Regions from separate parts of the Hordeum vulgare genome. Here regions 1 and 3 are each linked to region 2. The links are chromatin contacts, called in public Hi-C maps. All regions are on one chromosome and are shown on one strand. Each heading gives the region's core, a stretch centred on a gene start, on an enhancer-like site or on the middle of the called end of the contact. The rest is flanking DNA. Distances are from core to core; before and after follow the strand shown.

Region 1 (4,015 bases), core at 1,169-3,668, 500 kb before region 2:
TGGACGTAATGCGATTTGAAAACTTTCTCTTTCATTTCTTGCCGCCAAAAGGTTGACCTGAAGGGATTTTGGAAGGGACAAAATAAAATATGAGGAATCTAATAGTAACAGAGAAGTACAAAATCATAAAGTAGTAGAATTGATGAACAGCACCATATCCCAAGTAAAAGTCAAAAGAAGAAGAAAGTCAGAAGGAACAGAAATATGGCACGACACTAGAACATTCTGCATATTGCTGTGAAGCAAGAGATAATATGTCCTTCTAGCAGTGTTAATAAAATTAAGTGCAGCTTACCTGTTCTAGAGGTCGAGGTGCTTCTTGTTGGCTAACATTTGCTGTGCTGGGCATAGACCACACATGCAAAAGATCTGTCGAATGTACCTTTGTAGGGTCAATCACACTAGTACCTAGATGAGACCCCTGTAAGCCTCCATGCACCCAGCCATAACTAGTCCCTCCTCCAGCTACACCCTCCACAGGTGGTACAGATATTTCTTCCGTCTTATTTCCTGGCATAAGAACAAAAAATATCTATGACAGGCGACATAACCAGAATTTAAGTTCCAGACCTTCCTTCATTGCTGATAAATGTAAGTCAAAATCTCAAATCTACACAAAAGAATAGTTATCAACCAGTAGTTCTTGTATGCATAAGTCATTTCCAGTTGTGACATACAATGAATGCAATGAACTCATACACACAGTTGTTATTGTTAAGCTTCATGCACTAGCCAACGCAACCAAAAGTCCGAACTGATGGAAAGGGCTAGGAAATCCACATATACACTTCAACAGTTATATGAGGCTCCAATACTTGTATTTCAGAACAAACAGACTGAGAAAATATTGACTGTGCAAGTTATGCATAAACTATGTAAGCTTTTAAATATTGTGCCTGTTTTCCTGATGCAACTAGAACACCTTCATCATGGTGCACATGCCTTGTACAACTAAACCATAATTCCTGGGTTATAGCTTACAACTAGGGAATTAGGCAAACGGACAGTTAGGTGAATCATTGGCTACCATCTCCTAACATTGTCTGAATCTGAACCCAAAGTGCCTGATAAATATGGATGCATGGATTAGTCCCAGTTCTACGAGGAGTCGAAATTCAGTTGTACGCAGATAACCAGGATATCGTATAGTATAGGTGAGCGTCATTAAGCTCGCATGGAGTGGGTGCCTAAGAATTCAATAAGCTGGGAGAGAGGGAAAAAATAGGTAGGCTTTTTACGCATTCACTCAGTGGGATGATGCCTTACATGATTCATTTCTTAGTTTGCAATCGCATCTGCTTGCTGGAAACTATGTGTGAACCAACAGATGGATTCGGTTTGCAGGTGATCACTAAACTGAACGGGTACACTCTCTTAAGCTCAGAACTGAGAACAGCATGGGATCAGACAAATGACCAATCCCATCTGAAATCCAGTTGTACGCAGATAACCAGGATATCATATAGTATAGGTGAGCGGCATTAAGCCCGCATGGAGTGTGTGCCTAATGACCAATCTGTGCCCTTAGGTGATCACTAAACTGAACGGGTACACTCTCTTAAGCTCAGAACTGAGAACAGCATGGGATCAGACCAATGACCAATCCCATCTGAAAATAATAATTGAAATCCACACTAGCTACAACACCTCCACCCAAGCTGTGCTCAGTGATGAGGCTGGAGCCAAACTTATAATCGTAATGCTGATATATACGACGATAACCGACCCTTGTATACACGCGGATGCCGAGGGTAACAGCGAGCAAGCTCGACGCATTGCGCGGCACAAGGCAGCCTCAGCTCGTGCGCGGTAGATTTCAGCCTCGCCACCGCCGACACGCGAACACCGGCGCTCGCTAGTCCTACTGCGGCAGCTCCCACGCGCGAAGCAGCTGAAGCAAACGGAGACAAAATGGGCGCAGGGGGGGTCGGACCGGACGGGCGATCGAGCTGTCCCGGGCAGCAATCCAGTTGGACGAGGCCGCGGAGAGAGGGGCGGGCGTACCTGCGGCGGAGCTGGGGTCGCTGGATTCCATGGCGCCGGCGGCGGGGAGCGATCGGGTCGGTCGAGGAGGTGGCGCAGAGCGTGGGCTGCTCTGTTGGATAGTGGGGGAGGGGGGATGAGGGGAAGGAGGTGGGGAATGGGGGGGAAGCGAGGACGGTTTCCTTTGTTGATGGTGCTGTCCAATGTCCCGACTCCCGAGAGAAGGACGAGGGCCCCACCCCACCACGGAGCGGAACCACGTCGCCCCGAGCGCGGGGGGGCGCACGCGCGGCCCGGAGCACCGAGCCCGGCCGTGGCGGCCTCTCAATGATCGATCGATCGCGCCGGCGACCGCGTGTGCCGCGCCGCGCGGCTTGCGAAATCGCCTTTGTGCTATGCGGTGGCGTGGTACCGTGCGTGTGTGTCTGCCTCTAGAAGACGCGCCCAATTGAGTATTGTCCCGCTTCAGATTAGAATCGTCAGTCAGCAGCTCATTTCATCTTGGGCAGATGCGATCTAAATCCTGTTTCACAGCTACTGTACCTTGCTTCCATTATTCAGATCAGACCATTCTCGGCCAGTAGCATGTCAGGGGCAGACTACTACGGTTTCAGACACTTTTTACACCTTCCAAGGACACATGCTGGTTGCTGCACAGCCGTTCTAACTGCAGCTTGTAATCCCTAATTATCCTGCACCTTTTCCCACCAAACAGAAACGACATATAAACTGATGACGCACGTAACAAAAAATGGAAAAGAACTGAACGGACAAGCCTGAGACGGAAGATTCCTCAGGATACACTCAACTGTGAAGTCACCGGTTACAGCCGTTAACATAGCTCACAGCACCCATCAACCGTGCCTTCAGGTAAAATCATCTCACGCTTAACACTAATCTAAACGAGCAAGCAGAATCCACAAGATACACGAGCCATACAAACCAACCCACAGTTACATTGCAAAAATTCCCGTCTAGGGCTGCATGGCGTCATCCCCATCTGAATCCCCTTGCACTTCACTGAACATGTAGTCACTCTGGCTGTCGATCAAGAACTGTGTCGATCTCTTCACGTCCAGAAACAGGTGGTACACCCGGCTTATGTCCTCCATCTCCACCACCTTGCCCTTGCGCTTCTGGCAGGCCAGGCCGGCAGAAGTGATAAGCTGGATCGCGTACCTGAGCGAGGTCTCGGTACCAATCTTCGTGAGCAGATCCTTGCCCTCGGCAGACATTTCAACGTCTTCTTCCTCGCACCTGATGTCTAAGATCTTCCGGATCTCCTCCGCCGAGTATGGCTGTGTCGTGATGATCAAGAGGCGGTCGAGGAAATCGGTCGGTATACCATGTGGTGACCGGTAATTGGTCCCGCGTATGGTTGTAATGCCTCGATTCGTCGCAATAACGAGGATCGGAGCCATGTCATTCTCCAAAGCACGGTTCAGGAAGGAGAAACACTCGATGTCTAGCATGTGGACTTCATCGATAAACAGAACACCAGGAACAATCTCAGCCTTCCCTTCCTCTCTCCACTCGGCAACTTTTGTGTCAATCTGCTCCCTAACCTCTGCACGAATCTCACCAGTGTCACCAGTGAAGAGTGCAAGGAAGCCTTGTGTCCTGAACAGGAATAAAAAGATAACAAAAATTAGTTAGTTGGGAATTAAATTCCTAAAGCAAACTACACTCGAATATGCATATGAAACAAAATACTCTTTTGTATCAGATGATATGATCAAGGATGGGAAGGCGGGGAAGAAAACTTTGCTGGTATAAACAAGATTGTAACAGAGAAGTTTGAAAAGGTTCAAAACTATCCAAAGAAGCAGTATCATCTAAGAGAAGTAAAATCAATAGTTTCACATAGAAGACCTTTAGCTAATAACAGCATAAATATCGGTAGCACATATCTGCAGAATGTATGGATGCAAAAAATATGCATCTTTGAGAACAGCTTCTGTTTCCTTACAAATGTATCATCTAACTTGTATCAATAGGATTGACTTATGTTCATGGAACCATGTTTCTTAAC
Region 2 (4,530 bases), core at 654-3,153:
ACTATACCTCGTCGGCTAAGAGTCCAACATTTGGACGGGTGCAACCAACCGCCTGACATGAACACGATGAAATTAGACGGGCTTCACTTTAGATAAGGTTTCGTGTGCATGTCCGTTGTGCTGTCCGGTTACTCTACATACACGTGAAAGTGATTTTGCTGTGCTGTTCGGTTATTGTCCGCATATGTGTCCGAACACATCCGCGTCCGCGAATGTGTAGAGGACCAATTTGATAATTATGATTGTAGATGTTCTTACCAATCAATGGTCCAACACAAATAGCACTGCTCCAACGTGTCCGGGCGGCACCGTAACTAAGCCGACCTCCCATCGCCATCGAGCAATGGCCGTCAGGTATCATACACTCCGAGACGCCCGTGCCCCTCCAAGATCAGCAACGTGAACGTGAGACGAGACAAAACCCCCTTGTCTGCACTCCGCACCTACCTTATCAGCCCAACGAACCAGCCTGCCTGCTTCCTCCAACGTCCGGGCCGGGGCGGGACCTGGCCGGCCGGCCGCAACCAGCAGACCGCCGTCCCCTCATACGCCTAAACAAATCTAGTCCGGCCAGGGAAAGAGCCGGACGCTCGTCAGTGCCGTGGTATCTCCCCGTCATTCTGGTGCAGCGACGCCAGAATGATCGCACCATGGTCAATTTTGTTTTGGGAAAGCGGCGGTGATTGCCGGACCTGATGAGGTCAATGAGTAGTAACTTGTTTATTTAAGCAACGGGACAGGCACTCAGCAGACATGAATCCCTCGAACTGGCCACCATCTGTCCATGCATCAACGCATGTGCCATGTGACCTTTGCTTATTAGCGAATGTTGTACCTGCCAAGTCAAATGAACTGGCGTCCCCGGTGACACGTGCAGCAAGCAATGCCCCGGTCAAAAGAGAGACACGGGGCTGGGAGGGAGGAAGGATATGTCTCCATCCCAACTTGCCAGCGACTTCAACGGTCCAGTGGCCTAACAATCACAGCAAGAAATCAAGGTGACTTGGCGTGCCGAAACTGCATTGTTCTGCCACGTGGGGCCACACTTCAGATTGTTACCTGTATCCGACAAGTTCTGCCAACTTAATTTGGTCCTGGTAATAATAGACCATTTCCGAATGGCCAGCGAACTCACTATCGGCCCGTCGACTGTTCCGATCGAGAGATTAAATGCAGAAAGCCCACACGATACAGACATGAGAAAAATCTGCAATGTTGCATCCAGGTTTAGTGGTCACCACTTATCGACAACCTTAATTAAGTAATAACAATCTATACAGACACCGTCCTGTTCCTTTAGCAACTGGAGTATACTACTGTACACGGAGGCCGGCGGATCTCGAGGCAGCGTACACAATAGACTGTAGGCTACCACGACGACGACTATACACCAGGAAAGTGATTGTACCCGCTCCCTTTTGCACGATGCCACATTGACACGAAAAGGTTCCAATTCCTCGCGGGCGCCCTTGCTTGCTACTGCAAGAAAGGTAGTTCATTCGGTGGCGCAGTCCCAAGTTTCCTACTGTATTTTTTCTCTCTCGAAATTAACTACTGTAGTAGCGCCGAGGTTCCCTTGTACCCATAAAAACATCATTGTTATTATTATTATTATCCCTATTGAAAAAACAACAGTGAACTGCACACAGGAAGGAGCACAGTAGTACCACGAACTGTGGAGCAGGAACTGGTGAAGTGCCCTTTGCCGTAGTGCGTTGTACCACTAGGACGGGGTAAATGGAAAAGCGACCGGCGGGGCGGAAACGGTCGCGGCGGCTTTGAATTGAACTGGCCGAGCGAGGAAAGATCCTGCGCCGCGACGCGCAACACGAGGCGAAACTGCGAGGAAAGCGAAACAAAAGGCCATCCCCGGGGCGCACCGCGCACAAGAGATCCATCCGTCCGTCCATCCATCCATCCAGCCGAGAGCCGAGAGCACCTCGTCCCTGTCGTCGCGTGCCTCCCTCCCCCGTCCGCCGTTGGTTGGTTCGTCTTACCCACCTCCTCCCTCCCTCCCTCCCTCCTCCGGGAAATCGCAGGATTTTCACCGGCTTCCCGTTGACGTTTCCGCCACTGCGGGGAGCAGAGCACGCACAAGCACAATTCGAAACCCCCTCGCACACTCCCCTCCCTCCCTCCCCTTCCGTGCCTAGGCGGCAACGCCTCTTCTCCCCTCGCCTCACCTTTATAACCGAGAGAGCGGGCGGCCCCTCCCGCGTGAGGCACCGAGGACGGGGGCAGACAGAAGCGCAGCGCAGCGCAGCCGAGGCGAGACGAACCCCTCCCCTCCCTCCACCACCGTCCACCGGGCATCCCTGACAGCGGAGGAGGGACATGGAGCCGGCCGAGAAGAAGCCGCCGGCGGTGTCCGACCTCGGCGCCTGGGGGATGAACGTCGTCAGCTCCGTCGGCCTCATCATGGCCAACAAGCAGCTCATGTCCTCCGCCGGCTACGCCTTCTCCTTCGGTACCCCCCTTCGCTCTGCCCCAGATCTGGATCCGCCGCCTTGGGGCCTGTCGCAGGCGGATCTGATGACTCACGCGCCCTTGTTTTTTTGTTTACCCTCGCCCGCGCGAATGCAGCCACCACGTTGACCGGCTTCCACTTCACCGTCACGGCGCTCGTCGGGTGGATTTCCAAGGCCACCGGCTACTCCGCCTCCAAGCACGTCCCCCTCTGGGAGCTCGTCTGGTTCTCGCTCGTCGCCAACGCCTCCATCACCGGGATGAACCTCAGCCTCATGCTCAACTCTGTTGGCTTCTATCAGGTATTATGCCATACTCTATGCTTGCACCTGTTGCCCCTTGGCCATGAATACGAATACGTGGCCTTGTGCTGTGGTGGCTGAATGTGTGCAAACTATACTGTGCGAATATGCAGATCTCCAAATTGAGCATGATTCCGGTGGTTTGCATGATGGAATGGGTACTCAACAGCAAGCACTACACAACAAAGGTTATATCCGCAGTGGTTGTCGTGGCAGCCGGCGTCGGGATTTGCACCGTCACCGACGTGGAGGTCAATGCTAAGGGCTTCATTTGTGCTTGTGTGGCTGTGTTCTGCACGTCGCTTCAACAGATTGTGAGCTACTTTTCTCCAGCTGGATACAATTTGTGCATTTCAAATTCCTGCTTACTCTGGAAAGTTGAATACTGGTTGTAGATACCCTATTTGGAAATGTTTCCTAAGATTTCCGTTTGTCGCTATGACTTTTACACTATATGAAAGTTGTCTGACCAATGAAGATAACGCCAATTTTCGTGTGTCGTTATGACTTCCACATTATTTGAAAGTTTTCTCATCAATGACGATAACGCCAATTTTCGGATGTCGTTATGACTTTCACAATATTGGAAAGTTTTCTGACCAATGGCGAAAACGCCAAGCTGTGTTGCTGATAACGAGCAACATAGGTGTTTTGGTGAAACAGTGTCCTATAAAAGCCAAATATCCAGTAGCTGGGTGTTGTATGGTTCTGCTCATTCAATAATTTCACTTTCTGGTGCAGTACTGTTGTATCATCATTATTATGTTGTTACAAGCCATGTAACCAAACCAACATTTTCATTGTTAACCTGCAGTATGCTTCATGAGTAAATAAATCACATCATATAGCTGTGGATTTACAGTTCTTGAATTCTCTTGATATTTGTGTTCTCTTGCCTTTTGTTGCCTTACATCGTGGAACATCCTTTTAAAATTCTGCAGTTACTTTTGGGTTACATTTCTTTTGCTACATCTAGGGATGATAATGTATTTTGGACTTCCCGTAGGCGATGTTAGATACATAATTGTGGCCTTGAAGTTTTGGAAGATGATTGTTGATCTTAGTAATGCCAGTACATTATTGATGAAGAGTTGCATTTTTAAACTGAACGCTAACGGGATTCCTTGTTTTCTTTGACAAGTTATGTTCCACAACAACACCTATGCAATTTAATGAATTCCATTATGTTTTGGGTTCTGACAATACTTGTTCTTCGTTCCAGACAATTGGCTCCTTTCAGAAGAAGTACAACATTGGGTCATTTGAGCTGCTGAGCAAAACTGCACCAATACAGGCAGTGTCACTTATTATACTGGGTCCCTTTGTGGATTACTACCTAAATGGGCGTTGGCTATTGAACTACAGTTTTTCAACAGGGGCAACTGTAAGTTCTCACTCCTGCCACATAATTTTCAGTGAATGAATATGAAACTTGTGCTTTGTATCATCTGCTATAGATTCGTGCCAATTCTAAATTTAGTAGAGTATTTGAATTTATGACAATTCCAATTCCTCTACTGCAGTGGATGCACCATCAGTACCCAGCTGTAATTAGTTAGCAATCTCCTTTTCCAATTCATCTTTTTCTCTTATTTGTTTTGTACTCCCTCTGTAAATGAATGCAAGATGTTTTTGGATCACTAGTTTAGTTATCTAAAACGTCTTGTATTTGTTTACAGGGGGAGTATGTTTTGCTTAACATCCTTCCTAAGAAATGCGCAATTTATGTTTCATGACCTGTCAACTCATTAAACTGTGGTTT
Region 3 (4,672 bases), core at 800-3,299, 440 kb after region 2:
CAGAAAACGCGTTTTTCTCTTTTCGATAGGCACGGTCGTGCCTCTCGCGAAAGCAAAATCGTGCCCTCGCAAAAAAAAAAACAACAACAGAAAACATGTTTTTCCACGTAAAAAACAGGAAACACGTTTTTTCATGGAATTTTTATTTTTATTTTTTTCGTCCAAAAAGTTACAAAAGACCGGTGAAAAACGTAACACCAAAAAAATCATTCAACAAAGCGAAAACGCGTGCGAAAAAAAAGTAAAATAAAAAAAATGCTCAAAACGCAAGACATGACGACGACTGGAAACGTATCAAATGACGACACGCGGGAGCGATCGTCGGAAGGCTTCCGAGAAAGCGCTCGTTAATTAGCTGCTCCTGCAAATACCCGAACATTTTTCAGAGATGGAGCACGGGAGCCCAATATAAGCCCGGATGCTTCAAATACTGTTCGAAGGCGTTGGTGGGCTGCTATCCCACCTTCGAAATAGGTGCACAACGCGTAAACCTCTCGGTCAAACCTCCACCAGAACGGCGACCCGGCAGATGGTCCCGCGTCTGCAGCCGAATTATCCATTCGGCTCTCTGTCACCGACCGTCAGACTGTACAAAACAATTGTATTACGGCCAAGGACGCCGTGGCGGCATAAACAAGTGGTGGCGCGTAGGCGCATGCAGGCATTCGTACGTAGTAGGAGTGTACGTTAGGCAGTACTATAGTAAATCAACGAGGTTTAGGTGTCAAAGCAACAAAACTTACAGTAGAGAGCGCGTCCTTCCACTTGGCACTGGCATCGCCGTCGATCCAGGCCCCGTTAAAGTATAAATATACTCGAAGGTGTAGATTTTGGCCCGTGGCTAACTAGTTAATCGCGGCATACTGTACGTACGTACAGTGCATTTCCCCGTCTCCGAGCAGAAAATGATTGGTGTGAACGGACGGCATTCCAAGACGGCGGCGTTGGGGGCTACAACTCCACGCGCGAGGGTGGGGCCGAGCATTTTTCTTTTTCTCGGAGAGAATGGCCCGAACATGTTAGGTGGAGTTTCTTGCACGGAGAAGTTTGCGCATGTTCTTACGGCTCGTTTGGTTAAGGGGGATTTGGAAGGTTTTGAGAGGTGGATTTCAGTGGAATGGGTGAATCCCTTTGTTCCATCCAATCCTCTTAAAAATTCCGGGTCTTTGCTTCTACTAGTCCTCCGAGAAGGGTTTTAAAATACATGAATAGAAAGGGATTGAAGGGGAACGGAGGGATTGTGCTAAGCAAACCCCTCTTACCAAATGGGCGCCCGAGGATCTGTGGAGTTTCTGGCCCTGTCGGAGATTTTTCTCTCAAAACTTCCCCAATCTCCCTTAACCAAAGCAGGCCTTAATCTCCCTTAACCAAAGCAGGCCTTAGGCCTCGTTTGGTTAAGGGGGATTGGGGAGGTTTTGAGAGGAAAATCTCCGGAGGGTTCAGAAACCCCACAGATCCTCGGACGTCCATTTGGTAGGAGGGGTTTGCTTAGGCGAATCCCCTCCGTTCCCCTTCAATCCCTTTCTATTTATGTGTTTCAAAATCCTCTTTGGAGGACTAGTGAAAACAAAATCCCAGAAATTTGAGAGGATTGGGTGGAATAAAGAGATTCAACCAATCCCTTAAAATCCTTCCATCTTAAAACCTTCCAATCCCCTTAACCAAACGAGGCCTATGGGATAGTATTTGGTAAATCTGCCAAGCCACACACACAGCCCTTGGTCGATCGACGGCATTTTACAAACCGACTTTCTACGCACGCACTTTGCACCCCTAGATACTCCTCGTTGGTTGTGTACGTACCGAAATCTAGACTACACCGGCCGTAAAATTCGTCGGGCAAATCCCAATGCACCGGGCACAGGCACAGGCACAGGCACGCAGAGCACCACTCGCACTCACGTCAAAGAAAGAGCGTACGTAGTTCACACTCACCGTCCTCAAAAGCCGTGCCCGCCAAGATGGAGAGGGAGAGGTAGGCCCGGCCCGTCCCGGACATCACCAGTAGAAAATCTGGCTAATCCAGTCGCAATAAAGCAGGGGTCGCCGTACCCTCCTCGTGAGCCAGCCCAGACGACCCCACACGAGAGAGAGAGAGAGCTCAGCTCAGCTCAGCTCATCACACACCACGCCACTCCACGCCGCAGCAGCTCCCTCCCTCCCTCACTGTAGCGCCCCACCTCACCATTAAAGAAACGAGCTAGGCCAAGTGGAGAGAGAAGGGAAGGGACCGGACGGAGAAAGAGCAGAGCAGAGCAGCGCGGACGGAGCAGGGGAGCTAGCGGGCTAGCATGACGTCGGGGGCTGCCCGGGCGGCGGCGGCGGCGGCGGCGGCTGCGGAGGCGGACGCCGGGCTGGGGCGGACGCCGACGTGGAAGGAGCGGGAGAACAACAAGCGGCGCGAGCGGCGGCGCCGGGCCATCGCCGCCAAGATCTTCACCGGCCTCCGCGCGCTCGGCAACTACAAGCTCCCCAAGCACTGCGACAACAACGAGGTGCTCAAGGAGCTCTGCCGCGAGGCCGGATGGGTAGTGGAGGACGACGGCACCACCTACCGCAAGGTCAGACCGAGTTAGACCTCGTTTCTTGGTCTCGGCTCTCGAGATCGAGATCGCCCTCACCCCCATGTTTCTTCCCTCCCTCCGTTTCCTGGATCTAGCTGGGCTTGCTTTTGCTTGGATGTGTAGATCTGATTGTGTGGTTCGATTCGTGGCAGGGATACAAGCCGCCGTCGTCCGGGCCGTTCGGTGGGGTCTCGTCGGCGGGCATGAGCCCCTGCTCGTCCTCGCAGCTGCTCAGCGCGCCGTCGTCGTCGTTCCCGAGCCCGGTGCCTTCCTACCACGCCAGCCCGGCCTCGTCGAGCTTCCCGAGCCCCACGCGCCTCGACAACCCGAGCCCCGCCTGCCTCCTCCCGTTCCTCCGTGGCCTCCCCAACCTGCCCCCGCTCCGGGTCTCCAACAGCGCGCCAGTGACGCCGCCGCTCTCGTCGCCGACGGCGTCGCGCCCGCCCAAGATCCTGAAGCCCGACTGGGAGGTCGACCCGTTCCGGCACCCGTTCTTCGCCCTCTCCGCGCCGGCGAGCCCCACCCGTGGCCGCCGGCACGAGCATCCGGACACGATACCGGAGTGCGACGAGTCGGACGTCTCCACGGTGGACTCTGGCCGGTGGATCAGCTTCCAGATGGCCACGACGGCGCCGACGTCCCCCGCGTACAACCTCGTCAACCTAGGCGCCTCCAGCTCAAACTCCATGGAGATGGAGGGAATGGCGGGGGAGAGGGGCCGAGGCGGCCCGGAATTCGAGTTCGACAAGGGGAGGGTGACGCCGTGGGAAGGGGAAAGGATCCATGAGGTCGCCGCCGAGGAGCTTGAGCTCACGCTCGGCGTCGGCTCAAAATGACGGCCATCCGCACTGGCACTTCCAGAACTTGCCGGCCAATGATCGGAAAATGGGTTCTTTCATGAACCTCGAGTCCTCGTCAAGCACAAGCTAAATCGTGGTGGTTGTTGGATCGGCCATTGCTGCTGCGATTTGCGCAATTCGTTCATTCTAGGTTTAGTAGGGGATGGATGCATCTGTTGTTCGATTCCTCGGACAAAGAAAAGGGATCCGAAACAATCCTTCATCTCAATCGGCTGGCCATGGATTGCTTCATTATTCATTCATGGATGTAGCTAGTAGCTGGGTTCTTCTTGTTGTTGTTTTGTGTTCTTGCTGCCAATGCATGTGTACGTCCTCAAAATGTGTGTGAGCTCATGTGGGGGAAAGTCGAGTAGAGTAAAAAGGTGGACGGAGTTGAGCTTCAGGCGGTGACCTGAATAAACCTCTCTTTGACGCGGCGGCTAAACGAGAAGTAACATGGAGCTACTAGAAGTTCATCGCTGCTTTCACTTTTACAGCGGGAGCATGCGTCGGCCCGGCCACGAGCCAACGGCCGGGTTCAGATGGAGATTCGCCACCGTCACCGTCGGCACGCGAGCGATGGCATGGCATGGCATGTCTGCGCCGAGCACGAGAATTTGTCCGATCGGAGACCATTGTCGTTGTTCTATAATAGTACTTGCAATTTGGCGGAAAAAACATGGAAAAGAGCGTGGCATATATCTGTATAGAATACTAGCTCTGTATCTGTATACCCTCTTTCAGAAATCTTGAGCCGCTGGCATGGCATAGTTGGTGCACGCCAGGCGGTGGATGAATCCAAAACTCCAATTAACACTCTGTATGCAGTACGGAAAAGGCCGCGACAGTGGCATCGCACAGCCACGGAATGGGCACGCTCGTCCGCTCTCCAGGGCCGACGGCGAACAGAAACTGAAGCCCCTTGGATCCCCGATTGGGTTTGTGGTTGCCCGGCTCCAATCCACTCCGGCGGGCCGTGCGCCGGTCGAGCCGGGCGCATGGGTCCCCGTCCCCCCACCCCGCCGCGCGTGCAGGCATGTGCGTGTGTCCGGCGAGCGATGGCGCGTCGGCGTCGGGCAGCTGCCGATGCATCCTGTTGGATTTCGGCGGGCACCGACCGGTGGGTGGTGGAGCCTTTTCTTTTCTAATCATAATCATATGCTCCCCTCGTGCACCGCGGCGACGACGACCGACCCACCGCTTGCGGTTCGTTAGCTGGGCGTGGCTGTGTGTGACAAGAATCTGGCTATTACAATGATTGTTCTTTAT

Evidence for each region. A called contact is a pair of places that touch in the nucleus more often than the background predicts.
Region 1: a Hi-C map of seedling shows a contact between it and region 2, with 6 times the contacts expected there. The contact joins the promoter of LOC123425565 here to the promoter of LOC123425568 in region 2. A contact is called at or near these places in 4 of 6 Hi-C or Micro-C datasets (leaf and seedling) and 1 of 1 datasets of contacts at active chromatin or transcription factors (embryo).
Region 3: a Hi-C map of seedling shows a contact between it and region 2, with 4 times the contacts expected there. The contact joins the promoter of LOC123425569 here to the promoter of LOC123425568 in region 2. A contact is called at or near these places in 1 of 6 Hi-C or Micro-C datasets (seedling) and 1 of 1 datasets of contacts at active chromatin or transcription factors (embryo).

What each region holds. Positions count from the first base shown.
Region 1 is chr2H:139,785,382-139,789,396 of MorexV3_pseudomolecules_assembly, forward strand. LOC123425565 reads right to left here and starts at 2,419. Exons shown (of 16, transcript XM_045109255.1): 1 at 2,005-2,419; 2 at 296-510; 3 at 1-57. The coding sequence starts at 2,035. LOC123425566 (ruvB-like 2) reads right to left here. Exons shown (of 2, transcript XM_045109258.1): 2 at 2,731-3,603. The coding sequence ends at 2,958.
Region 2 is chr2H:140,282,563-140,287,092 of MorexV3_pseudomolecules_assembly, forward strand. LOC123425568 (UDP-rhamnose/UDP-galactose transporter 2-like) reads left to right here and starts at 1,904. Exons shown (of 5, transcript XM_045109259.1): 1 at 1,904-2,467; 2 at 2,584-2,768; 3 at 2,882-3,082; 4 at 3,991-4,152. The coding sequence starts at 2,335.
Region 3 is chr2H:140,718,411-140,723,082 of MorexV3_pseudomolecules_assembly, forward strand. LOC123425569 (protein BZR1 homolog 1) reads left to right here and starts at 2,050. Exons shown (of 2, transcript XM_045109260.1): 1 at 2,050-2,561; 2 at 2,717-3,743. The coding sequence starts at 2,292. The coding sequence ends at 3,400.